Linked DNA regions of Xenopus laevis: region 1 is linked to region 2. A link is a contact called in public Hi-C data. All regions are on one chromosome and are shown on one strand. The core of a region is the stretch at or near the end of the contact, and the rest is flanking DNA. Distances in the headings are between cores, read along the strand shown.

Region 1 (5,123 bases), core at 257-2,756, 60 kb before region 2:
AGGAACACAGTTAAAGGGAAAGTAGACCTATGAGCTGGAAAAAAAGAAGAGGTAATTGGCTGCACAGAATAACAGGATGAAATGAGATGGGATAAAGGAAAGGTGTCGATAGAATACTTACTTGCTATAGCACAGATCATGGATAACGCTGCAAATGCACCCGCCATGCCTTGCCCGCTCATTATGGGAGAAGTGTAACTGGCCGGGAAGCGTGCTGCCAACCCAAACAGACTGCCCTGTAGGATTGCACCAAATGCTGCCGCCAGGGAGAGAAAAACATCAATCAGAGAAACGATAGAGGCCAGGAGGATGGGAGATCAAATTAGTAGTGATGCACACAGTGATACAAACAGGGCTCAGGCGAGAGACCCCCACACAATATAAGACATAAGCTGTGATTGGCATGGGTGGGGGGGGTGGCTTGACTCACAGTTGATGAAGATTATCTTTATCATGGTGACAGTGAAGAAAGAGACCGGGGAGAAGGGAACCTTAACAAAGATGGCTGTGAGGAGGAAGATGAGGAAAATGGCCAATAAGGTTCCACCAACTCGAATATTCTGGGAAATCCTGTAAGAAAGGAAAGTGCTTGTAAGAGACCTCATTTCCTGGTATAGATAAGTGATTAGTGAGCAGTGATTTGTTATGCAGTCACTTAACAGCACAGATTAAACTGCCTCTCACAGCAGCAACCAATCAACATTTAGCTTCAATCGGCCTTACCCAAGTACTATACAAGCTTACTGCTGATTGGTTGCTAAAAAATTACTGCCCCTGTTACAGTAAATGTGCCACTCACCTCTGGTGCAAGAATGAGTTGAGGCAGGTGAATATGAGGAGGGGCAACATTGCGCACAGTGTCATCACATTATTGAATTTGCTCTGGAGGTAAGTCCGAGGTGCTACCACATCCTCTGCACTGGCCCTTGCACTGGTGTTATTTAGGCCGATAGGGAGCACAGTCACAGGGGTGGCCGTTGAAAATTCCGCGCTGCTCTCCCTCAGATCCCCTGGCTCTCCCAGGCGGTTTGTGAAATACTGGGAATAGAGTGGATAAAGGATCAGCCGCTAGTGCATGAAGTGTCAAAATTGGTATCAATATAGGGTCCAGGGTGGGGCCACACAAAACATGTGATAATGGAACGACACGTAAAATAACCAATGGGAGAACATTGATTTCTCTGTCTGAATGGGGAGGGGTCAATGCATAAGTATCTAAAGGCAGCTTTAGTTAAACACCCCATACAGTTAAACTGCAGTCTATAGACATGGCAGTTCCCTATCAGGGAGGTGCCCAGGTGTGTCCCTTTCTTACCATGGTGGCAGTCATGAAAAAATTCCATGGCAACAGAGTGCCCAGGCCCAGGATGAAGAATATAAACCAGACAGCGTTGTACCTGCAGGGGGAGATAGTAAGTGAGTTACTTTAGCTCCGTGTGACACACAAGCGCAACCCACACTTGCCAAACACACTGGCCGTATCAATACTATCTAATGTACATCAGCAGCACAGGGTATATACGCGCAGTTCCAGTAGTGGCCACAAGATGTCCTGTGATGTACACTGTTATGCAATTAAAGGAACAGTAACACCAAAAAATTAAAGTGTTTCAAAGTAATTAAAAAATAATATGCCGTTGTCCTGCACTGGTACAACTGGTGTGTTTGCGTCAGAAACTCTACTAGTTTATATAAAAAAGCTTTTGTAGCCATGGGGGCTGCCATTCAAAGCACAGGTTACATAGCAGAAAACAGATGTACTCTGCAGGATCCCATTGTATGCTATTATAGAGCTTATCTGGTATCTGCTAAGTAGCCTGTAGCCTTTTGTCCCTTTTTTAGCCTAAATGGCTGCCCCCATGGCTACAGCAGTCTATTTAAATAAACTAAAGTTGTGTTTCTAAAGCAAACACAACTTTTTTCAATGCAGGGCAACAGTACATTATATTTTAATTACTTTAAAACGCTTTTATTTTTAGGTGTTACTGTTCATTTAAAGAGAAGTTATTGGGGTAACTGACCCAATATGAGCCAGTGGAAATAACCCTCATGAATCATATGAACTGAAGCAGCCACAGCTACTCTAAAACATCTACTCCAACCTAAATACCAAGGTAACATTTGTATGTTTTGGATAAGTGGCAGAAGCAATAGGTTTTGGGTAAGGGTAACTGTTTCCTGTTTGGTTTCTTAGTAAGTTATTCCCCTTATAACTATATCCTTCCTCACTCCTACTCCCTGCAATGTCTCTGCATTCCCTTTACTGACTCTCCTTCATAGCTGAAGTTCAGGGCCGGCTGTTCCCCCTCTCCCCATTGCACAAGATCAAATTCAAACAGATACCCATAAATTTCCCTACATGAGCACCTCCCAGGCCCAGTCTGACTCTCAAGCCCTAATTACTACCCCCTCCTTTAATTAGAGTTAAAATGTGAAATCCATCAATAGAGAGAATCCAGGCCAGCACCCATCTGAGTGTGGCATTCACTGGTACACAGTGGTTTGCTCCTCCCATTTCCAGTTTGTTGATGCTCTCCTCTCATTGTTTACATGGGAGTGGAGCTGGGTGTGTACACTGGGCTCGCATAGATAGATCCAAAATAGGCCAAGTCCCAATATCCCTATACTACTGTTTGCCCCCCCCCCCCCCCACACCTGTCGTCTCATGTACTATAGGCAACTTTGCTCAATTCTAGGAGCCCAAGGAGCTGTACCTCAAGCACAACCTGGGTGTTGCACTCTGTAAACATAAATACCATGCCCAGAGAGAAAGGTAACAGAAAAACCCAATCAGCCCTCTCCGTTAGAACCAAGATCTGCCTTCTGCATGAACATGCAAAAGAGAGAAGCCCAGGAACAAAAAGTACAGACAGAATCAGAACTCTGTTCATGGGTAAGTATTAGGGGGAGACTGGATTCACTTACCCATAAGGAGGTTCCTGCCTGACCATGGGAAAGAAAGCAGCACAGGAGCAGGAAGTACAGAGAACTAGAGCTCTATACCAGGGTACGGTAAGTATTGCAGAGGAGACTGAGTGAGCTTAATGCCTCATTATTCAGACAGAGTACCCTATATGCAAACAATACACACATGAAAACTCAATGGCAGAAAGTAACAGCAATGTGCAAAAATAAGAATGCCCTGCAACACCCAGCAACTACACAACAGCTTTATATCCACTGTCTCATTGGCCTCTCTATGGAACAGCTTTAATAGTGATTCACTAAAGGAAATCCCCTTCATACAGACGTGGAAGCTGCTATGTGGCAAAGAAAGGCTGGATACAGGAGCAACTTATTGCATGTGTACAGGAGTAACTTATTGTATGCTTCCTTTCTCAGGGTCAGTATGCACAAAATGCTGTACAGCTTCCTACTACCCCTTTCCTGATCTGCCGGTCACTGGACCTTGGAATATTATGGAATTCTGGAAAACATGCTCAATATATATGGGGAACTCCAAAACTGTACCTGATAAAGACCTGTGCAATGCACATAAACACACACAGAGCAATGCACTGCAACACATAATCAGACACCCGTGCACCACATAAGCACAGAAACCCCTGCACTGCATAACATAAGCACAGAGACCCCTGCACTGCATCACATAAGCACAGTGACCCCTGCACTGCACCACATAAGCAGCGACCCATGAACCACATAAGCACAGAGACCCCTGCACCACATAAGCATAGAGACCCCTGCACGACATAAGCACACAGACCCCTGCATTGCACCACATAAGCATAGAGACCCCTGCACTGCACCACATAAGCACAGAAACTCCTGCACCACATAAGCACAGAGACCCCTGCACTGCATCACATAAGCACAGAGATCCCTGCATTGCACCACATAAGCAGAGACCCTTGCACTACACCACATAAGCACAGAGACCCCTGCACTGCACCACATAAGCACAGAGACCCCTGCGCCACATAAGCACAGAGACCCCTGCACCACATAAGCACAGAAACCCCTGCACTTCACCACATAAGCACAGACACCCCTGCACTGCATCACATAAGCACAGAGACCCCTGCACTGCACCACATAAGCACAGAAACCCCTGCATCACATAAGCACAAAGACCCCTGCACTGCATCACATAAGCACAGAGACCCCTACACTGCATCACATAAGCACAGAGACTCCTACACTGCATCACATAAGCACAGAGACCCCTGCAATGCATCACATAAGCACAGAGACCCCTGCAATGCATCACATAAGCACAGAGACCCCTGCACTGCACCACATAAGCACAGAGCCCCTTGCACCACATAAGCACAGAGACCCCTGCACTGCAGCACATAAGCACTGAGACCCCTGCATTGCACAACATAAGCACATAGACCCCCTGCACTGCAACACATAAGACACCCCTACACTGCAACACATAAGCAGATACCCCTGCACTGCACCACATAAGCATAGAAACCCCTGCACCACATAAGCCCAAAGATCCCTGCACTGCACCACATAATCACAGAGACCCCTGCACCACATAAGCACAGAGACTCCTGCACCACTTCAGCACAGAAATCCCTGCACTACACTACATAAAAAGAAAGACTCTTGCATTGCACCACATAAACAAAGACCCCTGCGCTGCACCACATAAGTACAGAGACCCCCGCACTGCAAGACATAAGCACACAAACCCAACAAATACACTTACCGGTCTGTCGGGGCATTGGCCATGGTTTAGCTGGAATCTCGTATGTTCCCAATGGAGCTGATACCTGGCAGGGCAAAGACACAGTTATATTATAGCAGAAGAGTTGTACCTGTCACACACAGAGCCAATGACAAACACACACATAAAATGCGTAAGAGACGTAGTGTCGCATTCTCATCACGATACATCATTGGGTTGTACCATGAAGCCACAACAGGATTTGAAAGTTCTAGGGTAGGGCTACATGGACGTTTTTGGCGCGATCCAACGCGCTGCGACAAAACGCCTATGACAAGGTCGCATGTGACAGAAATAAAGTGAGAGCTAGAAATTTTGGATGAAGTCGCAGCGTTGATCCGACGCGACACGTTGGATCAACGATGCGACTTCATCCAACATTTCTTTCTCTTACCTTATTTCTGTCGCATGCCACTTGTCG
Region 2 (5,343 bases), core at 1,432-3,931:
GTCGGTGTATCCATCTTGCTTCCCTCCTAAGGAGAGCCTGGTCTCTGTTGCCACCATGTGGCAAAGGTGGCTGAAAGTCTATTGCCATACACCGGAAGGTAGGCAAACTGTGTCCCAATTGTAGAAAATGTGTCGCTACAGGTTGTTTGGCAGAATTTTCTTTAATGGCTTTACTGATTGCCGATCTATGATTCGCAATCCTGTCGCGTAATGAGGTGGTGGCTTTCCCCACGTAGTAGAGGCCACATATGGGCACGTTACAACATACACCACAAATGATGTGGTGCATGTGAGTCTGTGTTGTATTTTAAAGCGCTTGCCAGTGTGTGGGTGAGGGAAATCCTTGCCTACAAGGAGAGACCTACATGTAGTGCAGTCTGGATACCGGTAACAGTCCAATTTTTGCTGTCCACTCAGCCAATTATGTGTCACCTGCGATTTGTCAATAAAGTCTGTTTTCACCAAGATATCCTTAAGGTTATGGTTTTTCCCATGGCCAAAAATGGGAGGTCGAGCCTCAAAGAGAGACAGGCTATTGTCCATGGCAATGATAGGCCAATTTTCTGTATACTGCTCTTAAGGTGTTTTAAAATATGCAAAAATTTGGATGTAAAAATCAGCTGTGCAGCTGGCGACTTATTAGAGGCTTTTCCAGTGAGCAGATCAGATTGTGTAAATTGCAAGACCTTCTGGAGCTGTTGCATCAGTATTTCTTCCTTATAACCTCTATCCAGAAATCTGGTGAATGATTCCCTTAGTTGCAGCTGTGCTTTTTCTGGATCGTTGTTATTGCATATAGTACGCAAAAATTGCGAATAAGGGATCGCCCGGATGGTGGAAGGTGGATGATCACTGGCTGCATGTAAGATGGTATTTCAATCGGTAGGTTTTCTGTACAGGCTTGTCCCTAAGCCACCACTCGTCTTATATATTAGTAGGTCGAGGAATTCTATGCAGTGTGCATCGAATTTCAACGTAAACCTAATAGGTGTGTCCAAGGAGTATATATATATATATATGTATATATGTATATATATATATATATATATATATATATATATATATATATAAAGCATAGAACATAGAACATAGAAAATTGCACAGGTTTGTGTAAAAATGAAATGAATCATAAAAAGATGATACTGATAGATGTCATTGTACCTTTAATTTTCTTATAGCATGTATATTGTTTTCTCCTTTAAAGTCTCTCCTTCCCTCAAACCCCATATATAAATATATAAATCACAAGATCAGGTGGGTGTTTCCAGTTCCACTGCTATTTCTGCATTCATTCCAAGGAAATATGTCACAGTTTTCAAGTGGATATATAGAAAGCTACCAGGATTTCAGAGAAAGGGGCAGGAGAGACAAGGTGATCATGTTGGAAGTTGCCTCTGGCATATTAACAAAGCTGGGGCAAGGTGCTATGTTTTCTTTCTCTCCAATTGGATTTGCCCGTTGTGCCCCAGGGTGTATTATATTCTGCTTCTTGAATTGAGTGAATTGTACCCCCTCTTTATGCAGCAGTACCTGTGTTTCGCAGCACTGTATATAGGGTGGGGGGAGGCATCACGTTGGTGTCCCTTGGGACAGTCCTTGTTAGAACATAATTTAGAGATGGAAGTACCTGGGTAAGTATTGGGGGCCAATTGCATTCACTTATTCAGAGTGCAACCCAGGATCAGGAAGAACAGAGAATCCCCTTCTTGACCATAGGAAAGAGAGCAGCCCAAGTACAGAGAAACAAAGCACAGCACCTGGAAGTCTTGCTGTTCTGGGAGCCCCAAAACACGTGCCCAGGTCCCTGTCCAATAAATGCAGGAAATCTATTTTAAATAAGACACCTGTATTTATGACTCTGAGCCCAGTGACATATAAACACAATACAAATAAAGTGATGAACTTGAGACTCTTTGTACAAACGTTTCCCCCTGTTGTATACAACAGAGAGACACCCAGGGATACAATGAGACAGCCAAGTATGCATTGAGACAGCCAGGGATACAGTAAGACACCCAGGGATGCAGTTAGATACACTGAGATAAAGTGGGACAGCCAGTTATACTGTGATACACCAAAAGACATCTAGACAGCTAGACAGCTAGACATCCAGGGATACAGTGATACACTAGGGATACAGTGAAATACTAAAGGATACAGTGAGACAGCCAGAGATGCGGATGGAGCAAGACACCAAAGTATACAGTGAGACAGCCAGGGATGCAGTGAGACACCAGGGAAACAGTGAGACAGCCAGGGAAACAATGAGACACTAAATGATGCAGTAAGACACAGTGAGACACTAGGGATATAATGAAACAGTCAGGGAATACAATGAGACATCAAAGGATACAGTGAGACAGTCTGGGATAAAGTGAGATAGCCAGTGATACAGCTAGGGATGCTGCGCGCCTGTGTATCTTTCAAGGTCAGGCTGGATGCTGGGGCAGTAATAGAAGCAGTAAGGGAACATCTCACCTCCTCCTTCTCTTTCTCCTCCTCTTCCTCCCTCCTCCTCCACTCATCTCCCCCCATCTTCCCTGGGAATCTGCTCCTTCCTCCATCTCCTGCAGAGCATCCTTCCCTCTTCTCCCTATTTTCCCTGCTCCCTCTTCCCTTCCCCTCCTGCCCTGTTCCATCGCTTCATCTGTGCTGTGTGTGTGTGTTTGGCCTTCCATTGTGTCCGTTAACTGTGTGTCACAGCATTGTGTGTCTTTGTATCATAGCATTGTGTGCTTGTCTGTCATAGCATTGTGTATCTGGTTGTCATAGCACTGTGTGCCTGTGTCACAGAATTGTATGTCTGTGTGTCATAGCATTGTGTGTCTGTGTATCACAGCATTGTGGGTGTGTGGGTGCTCCTGTGCGTGACAGCAGCTTCTGTTTGTATGTGACCTCAGTGTGCATGTGACAATAATGTGTGTGTGAGACAGTAGGGCGTGTGAGAGACAGAAGTGTAAACTGTATCTGTGAGAGAGGGTGTGTGGCCTGCACCTAACCGCAGTGTGTGTGTGTGATCTGTATAAAGAATCTAAAAATTATGCGTGTTTATTTGTACCTGTAACATCCTACTGGGTGGATTGTGTTAGTGATACAGTGTGTCAGTGGCCCTAGTGTATGCATGATTGTGTGCAAGGAAAAGCAGTTGCTATGATTGGGCCCCAGTGCACATGATAACAACGCTTGTGGCATTTTGTGTCAGAGTGTTTAAGTTGTGCAGCTAGGCCTCAGTATTGCTATACAATTACTGTGTGTTTGTGTTTGTTTATGTGGACAGTTGTGCTTGTTTTGTCTCTACCTGTGCATGTTAGTGACCCATTCTGCAACATTACACTGGCATATCAGCATTCCCACACTTTCCCTTATACACACACACACTGCCTCTGTTCCACTGTGGGGCTCTTCCTCCCAATACCCGTACCCAGCTCTCATTTTCGATTGGGGTACAATGACTGCCAGAGCAGGCCTTGGATTTTGGGCGGCAAGTTGCTACGGACAGAGGAATGACTCTCCCAATTTTTCCCCTGTTGTACTGGATTGCTGAGAGATTCCACTTCCCTGTTTGTGGCTCATCGCTTGGCCATGTCCCCCCCTGCGTCAGCGGCAAGTGAAAGCAGCACAGGATCAGTACCGCAGGAGGAACCCGATACTCTGCGAGAACTGGTGAGGGACTGGGCATGGGGACAAATATCTGCATCTCTTGACTGTAATGGAGGCTTATTTATCCACTGTTTTATATAATTTGTCTCTATAATCTATATACACACACAGCTCTCTGTATCTAATAATCTATTACTAAAACCTACACGCACAAACACCTGTCTCTGTAACTTACACATACAGCTATCTGTCTCTGTGCCCTACACAACACCTGTCTCCATAGCCCCCCACACACACAAGTCTCTATTACCCACAAACACACAGCTATCTGTCTCTATAACTATAACCCCACACACACTTGTCTCTATACCCTACACACACCTGTCTCTATAACCCACAAACACACAGCTATTTGTCTCTATAACCTACACACACCTGTCTCTATAACTTACACACACACCTTACGCATACAGCTATCTCTATTTCCTACATACACAGAGCTGTCTCTATAACCTACACACACACAGCCATCTGTCTCTATACCCCCACATACACCCATCTCTATACCCTACACACACCTGTCTCTATAACCTACACATACACTTGTCTCTGTAATTTATACATACAGCAATCTGTCTCTATACCCTACACATACAAGTCTCTATACCCTACTACACACACCTGTTTCTGTAACTTACACAAACAGCTATATTTCGCTATACCCTACACACACACACCTGTCTCTATAACCTACACACACAACTGTCTCTGTAACATATACAGGTATTTGTCCCTATACCCTACACCAGGGTTGCCCAACCTTTTGAACCTTTGAAAAATGTTCTTGGGGTGCCAAATAAGTGCTGTGATTGGCCATTAGGTAGCCCCTATGTGGATTGAAAACCTACATTGAGACTCTGTTTGGCAGTACACTTGGTCCAAAAATAATATATCAAAATATATCAAAAATAACCATCTGCTTTGAGGCCACTGGGAGCAACATACAAGGGGTTGGAGAGCAACATGTTGCTCACAAGCTACTGGTTGGGGATCACTGCCCTACACACATACCTGTCTCTGTAACATACACATATAGCTATCTGTCTCTATACCTACACACACATACCTGTCTTTATAACCTACACTCACACTCAACAATGCTACTGGACAATGTAATTGGACTAGGGCGGCTATTGGTCCCTGTCAATGGATTACTAGTCCCTAATCGGTGTCACTGGGCTACTTGTCTCTAATAAATGTTACATGGTTACTGGGCAATTAAACTAAACTATTTGATGATGTAACTTGGACATTGGTCTCACTTGTGACATGGCAAATGATCTCTTGGTACTGTATCACAGCTGTGAGACTATAAGCAATGTACTGTAACTGGAGCACAAGGCAAGTTAAATGGGTGCTTTGTAGTGCTTACCAGGCACTGGGCAACATAATTAGCACTTTGCAATGCCAAAGATTACTGTGCAGTGTCACTGACCAGTGACTGATCAGTGCAATTGTAAATGTGCCAAAGTACTAGGGCCAAAGGGCAAGTATCTGCTTAACTTGCAATCGGAATTTATCGGAACATTACTACATGACATGAAGCTTCTATAACTGCTTAATACTAAATGTATTAATTAGGACACCCTGTGGAGGTCACTTGCTCCCATTTTGCATCCTGAAGCTACATCTGATACTATAGACCCATTTGCCAATACTAAACCCAAAATAGCTTCTTTTGTG

What was found. A called contact is a pair of places that touch in the nucleus more often than the background predicts.
Region 1: a contact with region 2 is called in a Hi-C map of the XTC cell line, with 2.3 times the contacts expected there. The contact joins the enhancer-like site here to the promoter of LOC108716536 in region 2. A contact is called at or near these places in 2 of 4 Hi-C or Micro-C datasets (the XL177 cell line and the XTC cell line).

The regions. Positions count from the first base shown.
Region 1 is chr5L:23,856,709-23,861,831 of Xenopus_laevis_v10.1, reverse strand. It overlaps slc29a1.L (solute carrier family 29 member 1 (Augustine blood group) L homeolog), which reads right to left. Exons shown (of 14, transcript NM_001095291.1): 3 at 4,685-4,748; 4 at 1,316-1,397; 5 at 800-1,038; 6 at 431-570; 7 at 122-256. The coding sequence starts at 4,707. Among protein-coding and RNA genes, the nearest start is that of LOC108716546, 12 kb to the left of the region's middle. Within about 2 kb of position 1,506, at least 1 of the 7 cell types and tissues checked has an H3K27ac peak or open chromatin away from gene starts, as enhancers often do.
Region 2 is chr5L:23,797,438-23,802,780 of Xenopus_laevis_v10.1, reverse strand. It overlaps LOC108716536 (transmembrane protein 151B), which reads left to right and starts at 2,681. Exons shown (of 2, transcript XM_018262732.2): 1 at 2,681-3,663. The coding sequence starts at 3,583.